2 separate regions of the Sus scrofa genome follow, and region 1 is linked to region 2. A link is a contact called in public promoter capture Hi-C data. All regions are on one chromosome and are shown on one strand. Each heading gives the region's core, a stretch centred on a gene start, on an enhancer-like site or on the middle of the called end of the contact. The rest is flanking DNA. Distances are from core to core; before and after follow the strand shown. Region 1 holds the start of TMX3 (protein disulfide-isomerase TMX3). Region 2 holds the start of RTTN (rotatin).

Region 1 (6,376 bases), core at 2,808-5,307, 1.3 Mb after region 2:
TGGCTGTGGGGAAGGCTGACGGCTACAGCTCTGATTGCACCCCTAGCCTGGGAACCTCCATGTGCTGTGGGAGAGGCCCTAGAAAAGGCAAAAAGACCAAAAAAAAAAAAAAAAAAAAAAAAAAGGAAACCAAACATTATTGGAGTTCCCATTGTGGTTCAGTGGGTTAAGAACCCAACATAGTGTCCTTGACGATGTAGTTGCTGTGGCCATGGTGAAGGGCGGCAGATGCAGCTCCGATCTGACCCCTAGCCTGGGAACTTCCACATTCTGCAGGTGTGGCTGTAAAAAGAAAAAAATATCTTGACTTTTAACACCATTGATTAATTTGTCTGCTTTCGAGCTTAAAGCTGAAATCATATCATACAGTGAGTACCTTCCTTTAGATTCTCACTTTTGCTCAACATTTTGCTCATGAGATGCATCCATGCAGTTCCCTATACAAAAGCTCATTCTGGAGTTCCCGTCATGGCACAGTGGTTAACGAATCCGACTAGGAACCAAGAGGTTGCGGGTTCGATCCCTGCCCTTGCTCAGTGGGTTAACGATCCGGCGTTGCCATAAGGTGTGGTTGCCATGAGCTGTGGTGTAGGTTGCAGATGCGGCTCGATCCCGCGTTGTTGTGGCTCTGGTGTAGGCTGGTGGCTACAGCTCCGATTCAACCCCTAGCCTGGGAACCTCCACATGCCGCGGAAGCGGCCTAAGAAATAGCAAAAAGATAAAAACAAAAACAACAACAACAACAACAACAACAAAAAAACCAAAAAAAAAAGCTCATTCATTCTCATCACTATAGGAATAAAGCCCAACTTAGCATTCTATCAGACATTTGAGTTGTTCAGTTTTTCACAATTATAAACAGACCTGCTACAGACATCCTTATACATGCCTTCTGGTGAGGATGTGTATGCATAATATAATGGACAGATATATTTACAATATGTAGTTCATTTGAAAGTTTTTCTAAAAACGTCATATTTAATACAGAGCCTTCTAAATGTCAAGGAAACTGATTACCACTGGAGACAGATGAGCAGGAAAAATGCATTTTTCAATAAAAATGTATTCATATTGTACTATGAATTTACTAAATACAAGTTTTGGCATTTGTATATTAGCCTGTTCTCTACACAAAAACTTTTTAAAAGTTTGCTATGTTTAACCATTTTTCAATTAATGCTCTATTCTGATCATTTGCAGAATGTCTAGGTCAGTGGTATGCAATAGGAATATAATACAAATCATAGATGTAGTTTTAAAATTTTTAGTAAAATAAATGGAAATAGGAGAAATTAATTTTAATATATTTTAGGAATGCATACTCAAATATTCAACATAATTTCATCATTTTTTTGAGAAATTTACATTCTTTTTCACACTGTCCTCAAAATCCAATATTTAGTTTTTTCCAGCCATACTTAAATGTTTCCCAGTAACTGAATCAAGAATCAGTTTTAAAATTTAAGTTTATTAAAGTTAAAAAAGCCATTATTCAGTAACCATCACACTAGCTACATTTCAAGAGCTCAACTGCCACATATGGCTAATAGTTATGCTATCTGAAAGCAGAGGCCTAGGTCAAGAATGTTTTTGTGTGTGTGTTAGAGCTGCACCCATGGCATATGAAAGTTCCTAGATCACGGGTCAAATTGGAGCTGCAGCAGCTGGTCTATGTCACAGCCACGGCAATACCAGATCTGCAACCTATACCAAAGCTCACAGCAATGCTGGATTCTTAACCCACTGAGCAGGACCAGGGATCAAACCCAAATCAGCATGGACACTAGTTGGGTTCATTACCTCTGAGCCACAACAGGCACTCCGGAGAATGTTTTTTGTTGATCTCCACAGGATAATTTAAGTTGTGATGGAAATTTTTAAAAAATCGTATTTTTTACATGTTGTGCAATTTTGAAATGGATGAGAGTAATTTTTTAGTTTATTTATTTTGGAGGGATACCTTTGTACTTTCAATTATGCTGTGAACCTAAAACTGCTCTTAAAAAATAAAGCCATTTTTAAAGAAAATGCAACATAGAAGATTTTTACTAAGATAGCAAACGTGGTAATAATACTCAATGTAACTGATGCAGATTATTTTATGCAAGCTTCAAGGGATGAAAATAGCATGGCTGGTTCAGTGGGGTACTGTTATTAGCGGTACAGAGTTGGGGAGGATGGGACAAAGGGAGGGAAGGTACAGTAAACAATAGATGATGAAAGTACTAGCACATAGTATAGAGAGCTATTTTTCTTTCTTTCTTTCTTTTTCTTTTTTTTTTTTTTCTGTCTCTTTAGGGCCACACGCACAGCATACAGAGGTTCCCAGGCCAGGGGTCAAATCAGAGCTGTAGCTGCTGGACTATACCACAGCCATAGCAACGCCAGATCCGGGCCACATCTGCAACCTACACCACTGCTCACGCCAAAGCAGATCCTTAACCCACTGAGTGAAGCCAGGGATCGAACCTGTGTCCTCATCGATGCTAATCAGATTCTTCTCCATTGAGCCACGATGGGAACTCCTAGAGAGCTATTTCATTCTGTATCCCATCGAGTAATGTTAAAGTTTAAAGTAAAGTGATTTTATATTAAAGTTGCTAGATTTCTGAAACATCAATCTAGCAAGTGATGCACAGGTTGCCTTCAAGGTGAAACTAAAGTCTAGGAGCCCGTTTAGGAGGCTATTTCAATTATCCAAGTGAGAGAAGAAGAGAACTTGACCTGGTGGTAATGGAGATGGAAAAAAAAGGGGACAAATTGAAGAGATATTTAGGCAATAAAAGCAACAAGATGTGGCAACCAGTTGAATATGGAAAATATTAAGTTGGGAAGTGCCTAGCATAACTTCTGGAGAAATTGGTCAAACATTTGTACCATTAACCAAAATAGGGTGACTGAAAAAGGAGACAGGGAAGAGGGAGGGAGAAAATTCTAGGGCAGAAAAAAATCCTAATAGTATCCTGTAACAGAAAGAATGCCAGCACTAGAGTCTGACACTTTATGTCAAATAGCAACCCCATTATTTTAAATTATTAAGCCAATTACCTTTTCTATGACCCTGGATCCTCATTTATACTATTTCTTACTTTGAGAACTTTCAATGAAGATTAAATATTTATGTATGTTAAACTCTTAGAATAAACTATATGCTCAATTTAAAAATATAATATTTGAATCTGCCAAAGGCCTGCACTGGATACTATGCAGATTCCATGAAAAGGCTGAAACCTAGGGCTTGCTCTCAATCAGATTACAACTTAATCTTCTAATCATTAAGAACAGCAGGTGTTTTATGGGATTTCTTCCTGGTGGAATTTTGAACCTAAGGTGAGTGGGCTGACATCATAATCCATTTCTGTCCTCGTAACACACCGTTCAATAACTGACTTAATCTAAATCCTCTATTTCACCTCCTATAAAATTTTGATCTAAGTCAGATGCAGTTCCTGCAGCAGTCACTATTGTATAAAGCTGTACTGCTTTTATAAATTACTTTTGTTATGTAGAAAAACTGCAATATTAACACCTTATAGCGAGTATTTTACTTATTTTAACAAGAGAACAGGAACAAATTATCAAAAAATTATGTCCTTCAATCAACTTCATGTTTTCAAATTTCAAGAGAAACAGTTCTTTTAAAGGGACTATTTTAGTTGGCAAAAACACATTAATGGAGCTTACTACCATAAAACAGATCTCCCATTTTGCAAACAGGGTGAAAGATTTCAAATTCATTATGGAGATACATGGAAAGTCACGCAGCAATCCACAGCTTCTTTCTACCCATAGCTAACACAGACCTCTTTTCACGAATTTGATTGCTAACGGCACATGAGCAGCAGGTGAGAGGTGACAAAATCCAATCTCAAGCGTTCAGTCTACCTCACCTTCCGCGCAGAAAACAGCGGGCATTTAATTTTCCGGAAGTCCCTCTATCCTAGTCCCCACACACCACTCCGCCCCCAAAGGAAGGCGCCCCCGCTCCAGGTTCCCACGCTCCCGGAGGAAGCCAGGGCGCTGCTTTGAAGTCGTGACCGCGCATGCGTTCCAGTTCCGCGCAGGCGCTGTAGTTCCGCGCATGCTCAGAGGCGAGGTGGCGGTTCTTGGGAGGATACCAGAGGCCGGCCTGCTGCGCCCCCGCCCCTAGCGCCGAGCTTCCCTTACGGGCACAGGCCAGCCGGCTTCCCTTTCCGGAAGCGCAGGCGGCGGCCGCCGGTGTTCTTTTCTCTTCCCTCCGCAGTGTCGGCTTTTGCAGCTCCTTTGCGGCGAGCATGGCGGCTCGGAGTCGCGGGGCCGCCTTGGGGCTGTGCGCCACAGGTAAAGGCCGCTTGGGCGGTGCGGGAGGGGGCGGGGACCCTCGCCCAGGTGGGATAGGGTGCGGGGCTGGAGCAGGGTCTCGGCAGTGGGGGCGAGAGGCCTGAGGGGGTTGCCGCCGAAGTACTCTCCTGATGGTGGTCCGGTGACCGGCAGCCTTACGGTCCTCCCCCAGCGCAGCTTCACAGGAGACCCGTGCCTTGCAGTGGTTTCTGTTCTCGGTTCGGCAAGAAGTTTCAGAAGCGCCGACTCCTTCACTAGTGGCCAAACCTTGCTTTGCCTTTAGGTTCTTAATTTTGTCACATCTGAAGAGTTTTTAACCTTCGCGGGGGCTAAAGAGAGGGAGGGTCAAGGACCGATTACGGTCAGGTCTTACGGGCTGTGCGGTGTGAGAACTGATCTGAACGTGTGTTGGCCCTTCCCAGCCTCGTGCCATCATCAGAAGTACCCCGGTTCTCACCGTGATATGGCCACTTACAGAGCAGCCTCTTAGTTCCCACTACATTCTGTAGTCAGTATTAGAAGTGTAGCTCAATTTTGTTTCTATATATCAGTGGTGAGAGGGGTAGTCTTTTGAATGGTGTTTGAAATTTATAGAGATAAATTCTGCTAGAGAAAAGGAGATGAAGAAGATGAATTTTCATCTTTACTACAAAAAGATGGAAAAGTAAAAGGGAAAAATAGGATGAAAGTAAAAATATGTAAAAAAAGAACTTCCGTGCCTTAGATTTTTTAGTTTACGTAGAACTTGCTGTCAAAATGTCGTTGCATGCAGATTAAATATTTTTTAAACAGGTGAACAATGCTTGTGCCCTGGGATAGATAAATGATGATGTTTTGATAGGTTGTAAAAAAACAAAATATTTTATAGGTGACTAAGTATGTAAGCCAGAAGGTAAATCAGCATTTATTCTTTTCTTTTTCAGTTTTTTTACTTGATGTGGCATTCTGTAAAGGATTTGTAGAAGATTTAGATGAATCGTGAGTATATATGTTTTTAAATAGTGTCTTAAACTTTTTCCAACTGAGATGTTACCAAAATATTTGTATGAATCTAATATTTTTAAAAAATTATCTTGTCTTATCGAGCACTTAATCTACACCACATAATTTTCTAATTCCGTATGGAGTTAGAAATTTTTTTAAGTATAGGTGATGTAAAATATATTAGCTTAAAGCGTACAACATAGTATGAATCTAATCCTTTGATAATAGAGACAGTAATGGCCAGTGTTAATACAACAGTAATTTTGTTCCAGAAATTGCCATCAGTGCTATATATACAAAACAGGATTGGGCGCAAAAGAGTTTTAAGGACAGTTAAAAGATCAAAAAAAAAAAAAAATGGCACTCTTCTATTTTAACCATTTTACCTTGTATATTTGTTATATATTTTGCCTTTAGTTGCTACTAAGTGGGTGCTGGAATTTGGTAACCACATAGTAACACAGCATTAATCACAAGTCATTGTTTATAGCAGGTGAAATCCTGCCTCAATCCAAAATCCTGTGCATGATTTTTCACGCCTGACTCCAGCAATTACTAGGCTTTTGCTGGCAGGCCTCCAGGGGGAAGCTGCCCTCCCCACACCAGATTTGGTACACAGCCAAGGCTTTGCAGTCTCTGGAGGGAGTTGTAGTCATAGACTCAGGCCCCCAGGTCAGCAGTGCTGTCTGTCTTATCTGCATACTCAGCCTCTTTTGGAGGCCTCAGTGTTAGGGGCAGCCTCCCCTAAGGCATTTCAGAGGTATCTCTGCTGAGACCATCTGCCTTATTGACAGGCTTGGGTGAGGCGCATTTTTCCACTTGGACTCAGTACCTTTCCACTATTGTCCCTTTCCTGTCTCCCTCCCTCTGCGCATGGGTCCTGAGAGGCAGAAGCCTTGGGTTCAGTGCTCCTGGGCAGTGAGGTGGATTCCTTTGTGCTATGTTGCCTGACCCTCACCTGTTCCAGTTCTGCTCAGAAAAATGGAACACCGAGGAGCTGGCCCCTTATTTATTTATTTATTTATTTTGCCTCTTGGCTTGCATTGTCTCAGTAAGTGAATAAAGCCTTGAT
Region 2 (6,723 bases), core at 2,542-5,041:
TATATGAGATCATGTCAAGTGCAAGCAGAAACAGATTAACTTTTCCTTTCTTATCTGGATGACTTTTATTTTTTTTTCTTGCCCAATTACCATAAATAAAACTTCAAGTGCAGCACTGAATAGAAATGGTGATAGCAGACATCCTTGTCTGTTTTGCCGTATCTATAATTAAGAGGCTTATTGATTAAATTGTGCAAAAAAAAAAAGCAGAGTTTAAATTTATGTTGCTCTGCTATTTGAAATGGAACATACTATATCTTGTTTCCATCATTCCACTATAAAAGGGCATGAAATATTTATTAACTTTCTATTTTGGTATTGGGAGGATAAATTAGATTTGACAATCCCCTTAAAAATTAAGTATTATGTAAATTCATAGGACCAAGTTATGGGGCATGATTAGGAAAATTCATGAGTTGGGGATGAAACCTCAGGCTTTAATATTTTTCCTTCTTTGAAATCAGAATTATTAATAAACCATAATCTTTATTCTTAAATAAGGCAGGCTGAGGTCCAGGTGACTTTCCTGGAAGGCACACAGAATGTTTGCTGCTCTGGGGGACCATGAATAACTTCCACACATCTACTGGTTAGAGCCCTAGGATTGCTTAGGAATCCTGCTTGCATTGTCTTCATAAATAAATTAGTATCCCATTGAGTGTAAAAGTAGCCTGTAAAAGAATTTCCCCTTTGGGCCAATAATTTCTTTCCTCTAAAAAACCAGGGAAAAAAGCCTGAGCACTGATACTTTTTTTCTTTTTTCTGGAAATTTCTCCTGGGAATGGCTGTACCAATGGCTGTAAGGCTGGAGCACCTCTGATCTTCAAAGCCTCCCTCACTAAGTAGCAAGGTTCAGTCTGTGTCCCAGGACCCCTTGGATGAAGGGAGCATCAACCTTGTGGTTATACTTGCAGGTAGTACTATACTTGCAGGTTTGACATTGCATTTGATTCCTAGAAAGAGGATTATTTTAGTCCTTTGGGGCTACTATAACAAAATAGACTGGATAATTTACAAACAACGAATTTACTTCTCACAGTTCTAGAGGCTGAAATGCCCAAGATCGAGGCACTAGCAGATTCATTGTGTCGTGAGGACTTGCTTCCTGCCTCATAGATGGCTGTTGTTTTTGTTTTGGTTTTCCTGTGTCCTCACTTGTCCTCTCTGGAGCTTCTTTTATAAGAGCACAAATCCTACTTAGGAGGACTCAACCCTCATGACCCAATCACCTCCCAAAGGTCCCCACTAACACCATTACATGGGGGATTAGATTTTAACAAGAATTTTCTTGGTAGGGGGAGCAGGACAATCATTCAGTCCATAGCAAAGAGGCACCTTTCCCTTTGCTGCTTTTTTGCTTTTTAGGGCTGCATCTGCCGCATATGGAATTTCCCAGGAGTCGAATCGGAGCTGTAGCTGCCTGCTTCAGCCATAGTCACAACAACGTGGGATCTGAGCCGCGTTTGTGACCTACACCACAGCTCATGGCAATGCTGGATGCTTAACCCACTGAGCAAGGCTAGGGATGGAACCTATATCCTCATGGATCCTAGATGGGTTCGTTAACTGCTGAGCCATGAAGGGAAATCTCTATAATTATTTTTTAAAATAATAAATAATAATTAATTAATTAATTAATTAATTAATTATTAGTCATAAGTACCTATTATGGAGGTCCTTGAATAAGTGCTTTCTCTGGGTTATCTCCTTTGGTCTTCAGTCTTATTAGAGGTTACTACTTTTAACCCCAGTTTCTACTTGTAAACGCCTGAGACTTAAAGGTCATAGAGGCATCAGGTTTTCTCTCCTACCTGCCAATCCTTTAACACTATTTTTTGTTAATAATACCCTTTCCTTAGTGGAAGTCTTCTGCCCACCTCCTTGTGACTCTAGCTGAGTATCCTGTTATGATATCATGCCCTGTTCAGAGTGTAATCTAGGATCAGGTAACCTCATAACAATGATTCTGATGGAGTACTTATCATGGATTTTACATCCAGATGTTGAGAGAGAAGTTTTCTTTTTCTTCTAGAGTTTCTGCATGAAAAGATGAATGTCTGGATCACAATCCTCTCTTTCCCTACAATTTTGGAATTTTTCTTGTAATATAAGAGAATGAGAGAGGCAAATACATTGAGAGAAAAAAAGCCAAGAGACTGAGAAAAAGAACAGTGATATTTTTGAGTCTCTGAGGCTAGATCCTTTTCTAGAGTGAGATAGTAACTCATTTTTGCTTACTTGTTTGGGTTAGAGTTTTGTCACTTGCGACCATAAGCTTACCCACAATTATGCAATTAAGGTGGCAAAGCTGGTTTTAAATCTCTGCCTGTCTGGCTCCAAAGTGTGTGCTCGGTGCAACAGTTTGGTTAGCTTATACGGCTATGAGCCAGATATTTTAAGTGAGTCAAGTAACTGGAATAAATGCACAGGATCACAACTTACAGACCTGCTATACATAACCCCAAGTATTGAAATTCATGTCCAAATTGTAAGGAAGAGCAAAACTGCATGCATGCTTCTTCCAGAAAAGAAAAAAAAAAAAAAAAAAGCATTTCTTTCTCTCCTAAGAAAAATCATCACCAGAAAAGATCTCTACCTTCACCCCTTCCCTGATCCATATATGTATCACCAGTGAACGGCTGTCATTTACCATCATGTAAAATTCAATGTGTATTTACTATGTGAGCACTTAAGTATATATGACAAAAACTATTTTAAGTACACATAGAAAATTACAAAGATAATACACATATGGTTCTTCACACATCTACACACAGATATCTATTGGCCATTTTTTCAAGTACTCAGGCATCACTTAAAATATTTGATCTTAAAGTTCATAATTACAAAAGCCTGGGTTGCTGATGGGGATACAATAAAAGTAGAAATTAATAATGAAAGTATACAACAAAGAAGGCAATTAAAAATCAACCTTCTAAACAGATCTTGGGAGAAAAAGGAAACAGTAGTTTCAGGATTGTTGAAAATAATAATAGTTAGAATATTACAAATCTAAATTCATGATATATGACTAGAGCTTTTTTTAGATGCAGATTCATGGACTTAAAATTCACTATAACTAAGAAAGAATTGAAATAAAGTAACTCTTAGCTTAAAAAGTTAGAAAAGGAACAGCGAAACAAACCCAAAGAAGGAGAAAGTAACTGATACTAAATAAAAGTACAGTTAATACATTAGAATATGTTTTTTTTTAAACAGTAGAATTAATAAATTGACAGTTGATACTTTGAGGAAAAACTGGCAAACTAATACTCAGTCTAACAGGAGAATGATAATTGTTTTGAATGTAATAGGCAAGACAATAATTTTTGTCTAATTATAAAGGTAACATCTGCTCAATAATAACAGCAAATGTTAGAAAAGCAACATAATCGATACCACTTCATAGTCTGACCTCCTATTCTACTTAAAAAATGCTTGCTTGAAGTTATTTTTCTCCCATCCCTTACCCACCAACATCCCCAATTTCCTATCATCCAAGACTGTTCATCTTAGAAATATCACTGAAAAAATTAATTCTCTCATTTCTTCATACCGCTTTGTGTATTTTGACCTTGACACTTCAAATACACAACTTAAACCGTCATGGCTGGACAACTACAGATACTTATCAGTTAGTGCAAATGCCTCCTTCTACAGTTTCTGTTTTTCAGTACCTTTGACACACCATTCAGCAGGAGCTATTGCCCTATGGAATGCAGCCACTGTTACAATCTTGGCCAGGCAGGTTTAGGTGTGGGCTAGCTGAATCTTGGTTAAATATACACACTCTCATTTCTTCCTCTCATTTCCTCCTGGTGTCTCTATTTACCACAGCCAGTTGGATGCTGGAGGGCCAGGGTGCTTTGCTGGTGCAGCCTTTTCATCTGTAGAGGTCAGTTACCGGCAGAGGCTAGCAGAGTGGGGAGAAGTCCCTGGAGGACCAAATGGGGAAATAGCCAGCATGCCAGTTGCCCCTCTTCTCTTTCTCCCAGAGGTAATCTGGTCACATAGACTTTTTCACTTTCCCTGACTTCGACAGACTCACTCTGAATTCTTGCCTTTGCATGTACTGTTTTCTCTGGCAGAAATTCCCTTATACTATTTCTTTGCCTGGCAAATAAACTCCTACTTATCCCCCAAGGTCCAGCTCAAATGTCACCACTCTCTATCTACAGACTTGTAGAGGTGGCAAGGTTCTAAGAATGGGACAAAGAAACAAACTTAATCAGTCAGTTATTTGTTGATGTGATAGTGAGCCAGGTACTTCTCCGATTTTAAGTTCCTCCTCACTCCCAATCACCCCCTCCTTTTTTTTTTTTTGCAAAATAGGAATGAGAATTGCTGCCTCGACATCCCTTGTCCAGGGAAATTGAAAAGATCAGTGAGATAAAATATTTTCTAAAATGCAAGTCATTTTATATATTTAGTTTTGTTGTCTTTGCTGTTAACCATTGCTTAGATTTTTTTTCCCTATTAGTTCAGCTCGATCACAGTGCAGAAGTCAACTTTAGAGGCATTCAAATAGGAATTAACCCCCCTACCAATCCCTTTTTCTTTCTACAGTCGCCTTTTTTCTCTTCTGTGTACCCCTCCCCCCACTTCCCCCCCAGCTAGCCTTTATTTCTATTGCGTCCTGTTTACTTTGAAACCAGGTATCCAAGGTCACTGCTTGATTTTGCAGGTTCGTTTTACAGTTGAAGAGGTTAAGTCATTTAGTAACGCAGGGAGGCAGGCGTGGGCTGGGATGGGTAATCCTAACAAAAGTCCGCATTCTAAATTGTAAAGTTCTGGGAGCTGAGAAGTCAGACTGGCAGAGTCATAAACCCCTCGCATAGAAGCGAGGACGCCGGAACCCCAGGCTGGCGGGCACGGTGGCGGGTCCGGAATTCCGGGAGCGGAGCACGAACAAGCGAAGACTACAACTCCCGACGCGCACTGCGGCCAAAGCTGGTTCTATCGCTGCTTGCTTCTTCATTCTTTCCATTTCTTAACAATCCACACCACTGTCTAGGAACTACGAAGTAGTAATTACAGAGAGGCCGTAAGCTTCTTTGGGGGCGCGGGTGCTGGGAACAGCTTACGGAATGCTTCTCACTCCCTGTCTCCTTCGCTCAGGAATTGCGGAACCCGTCTTCCATCTGGCCGGGTTTCTGGGGGGACAGTAATTAAACTGACGTTGTGGCGCGGCAGTTTAATTCTCCGGCGGCGGCTGATTGAGCGGGACGAGATGGTCCTGACCGGGCTCATCAGGAAACTCGGTAACAATCTGAGTTGCCCCTCACCCGGGTCGCCCTACTGTCCTGGCCGTTTGCTGAGAATGGCCGAGTCACGGTGCCAAGGCCCGGCCACCCCGCAACGGCTCCCCGTCTCCTGGGGACACATCTCAGACTTTGTTTTAAACTCTTTAGTTCTCGTCCTGAAGGCACCTGCGGCCTGCGTGTTTTTTTTTTTTTTTTTTCTTTTTCTTCCTTTCTTAATCCTGCTTTCGCCCGCAGCGTAAATAACACAGTTTTAGGGTAAATCCCCTGTGGGCACCTCTTTGGAGTCGGAAAATTAGCTCTGTGCTGTACTTCTTTGACAGGTCATCAGCTGGCCGAGATCAGGGAACGCGCCCTTAGGAATATTCTCTGCAAAGTTGAGCACAACTTAATTTGTTGTGCTGATCTAGTTCAGGAGAGGCTACTTTTCCTCCATTTGCTGGAATGGTTCAATTTCCCGTCTGTTCCAATGAAAGAAGAGGTTCTGAGCCTGTTGAACAGATTGGTTAAGGTAGGATCATTTTGAAATTTAAACGAGTGAATGTTTTGTGGTCACTTAATTGTAGCAGTAGTTGAAAATTTAAATGATTAAACTTAAAGAAACAACTGAAGATGTCGAATTTTATTCCTTTGTGTATATAATGCTCGTCCTCCTTTAACTTGTGATACTGAATCTCACATTGTCTGTACTGTACCCAGCTTCTGAATCCAGGTATATTCTGACTTTTGGGACCATCTTTGGAGGTTAATATTTGTCATTTTGTTTTCCCTTATTTACTGTTATTTACATGTTAAAAAGTAGATGTATATGTCTAAAAGAGAACACATTTAAAGGTGATGTTACAGACCACGATAACAAACAGCATAAGTATGTTAAATTGTTTTTCCCATATCTTTTTTTTTTTTTTTTTAAGATTTATGTTTCTTAGTCTGACTTGACAGTAGCTAGTTGTCAGGATCAAATATCAAAGTGCTAGTTTAACTTCTCCAAACTGTAAATCCTTTTGCAGTTGTAGGGGATTATTACTTTGGCATCCTTTGACTGGTTGGAGGAAGGAGAGGATGGGGTGAATCAGTGGAGAGAAGTAATCAATTTAATAAATAAATGTAGGAATTGATAGTGTGCATTTCTAGTGTTCACTGTCTGGGTTTTTCTCTCATAAGTGTTATCTAATGTTTTATATTTGTTTATAATTTATGTACATCACTGAAAGATTTATTGTTTTAAAAAAGGAACATCTGGTGTACCAAAAATAATGTCCTATTTTGATTGCTGTAAGATAAAGTCTAAAGATTTTTATATTTATAGTTATTTTCAAGGCTCTCCTCTTATTTCAGTATTCCCCAGCAGTCCAGCATTTGGTTGATCTTGGTGCAGTTGAATTCTTATCAAAACTTCGTTCTAATGTGGAGCCGGATCTGCAGGCTGAAATTGATGGCATTCTGGATGGACTTTTTGTTC

Evidence for each region. Promoter capture Hi-C pulls out the DNA fragments that hold promoters and counts their contacts.
Region 1: a contact with region 2 is called in a promoter capture Hi-C map of liver, with 16 times the contacts expected there. The contact joins the promoter of TMX3 here to the promoter of RTTN in region 2. A contact is called at or near these places in 1 of 5 promoter capture datasets (liver) and 2 of 2 datasets of contacts at active chromatin or transcription factors (alveolar macrophages and skeletal muscle).

What each region holds. Positions count from the first base shown.
Region 1 is chr1:153,983,963-153,990,338 of Sscrofa11.1, forward strand. It overlaps TMX3 (protein disulfide-isomerase TMX3), which reads left to right and starts at 4,058. Exons shown (of 16, transcript XM_005654478.3): 1 at 4,058-4,320; 2 at 5,244-5,298. The coding sequence starts at 4,275.
Region 2 is chr1:152,684,514-152,691,236 of Sscrofa11.1, forward strand. It overlaps RTTN (rotatin), which reads left to right and starts at 3,792. Exons shown (of 49, transcript XM_021099277.1): 1 at 3,792-3,895; 2 at 5,585-5,772; 3 at 6,600-6,723. The coding sequence starts at 5,731.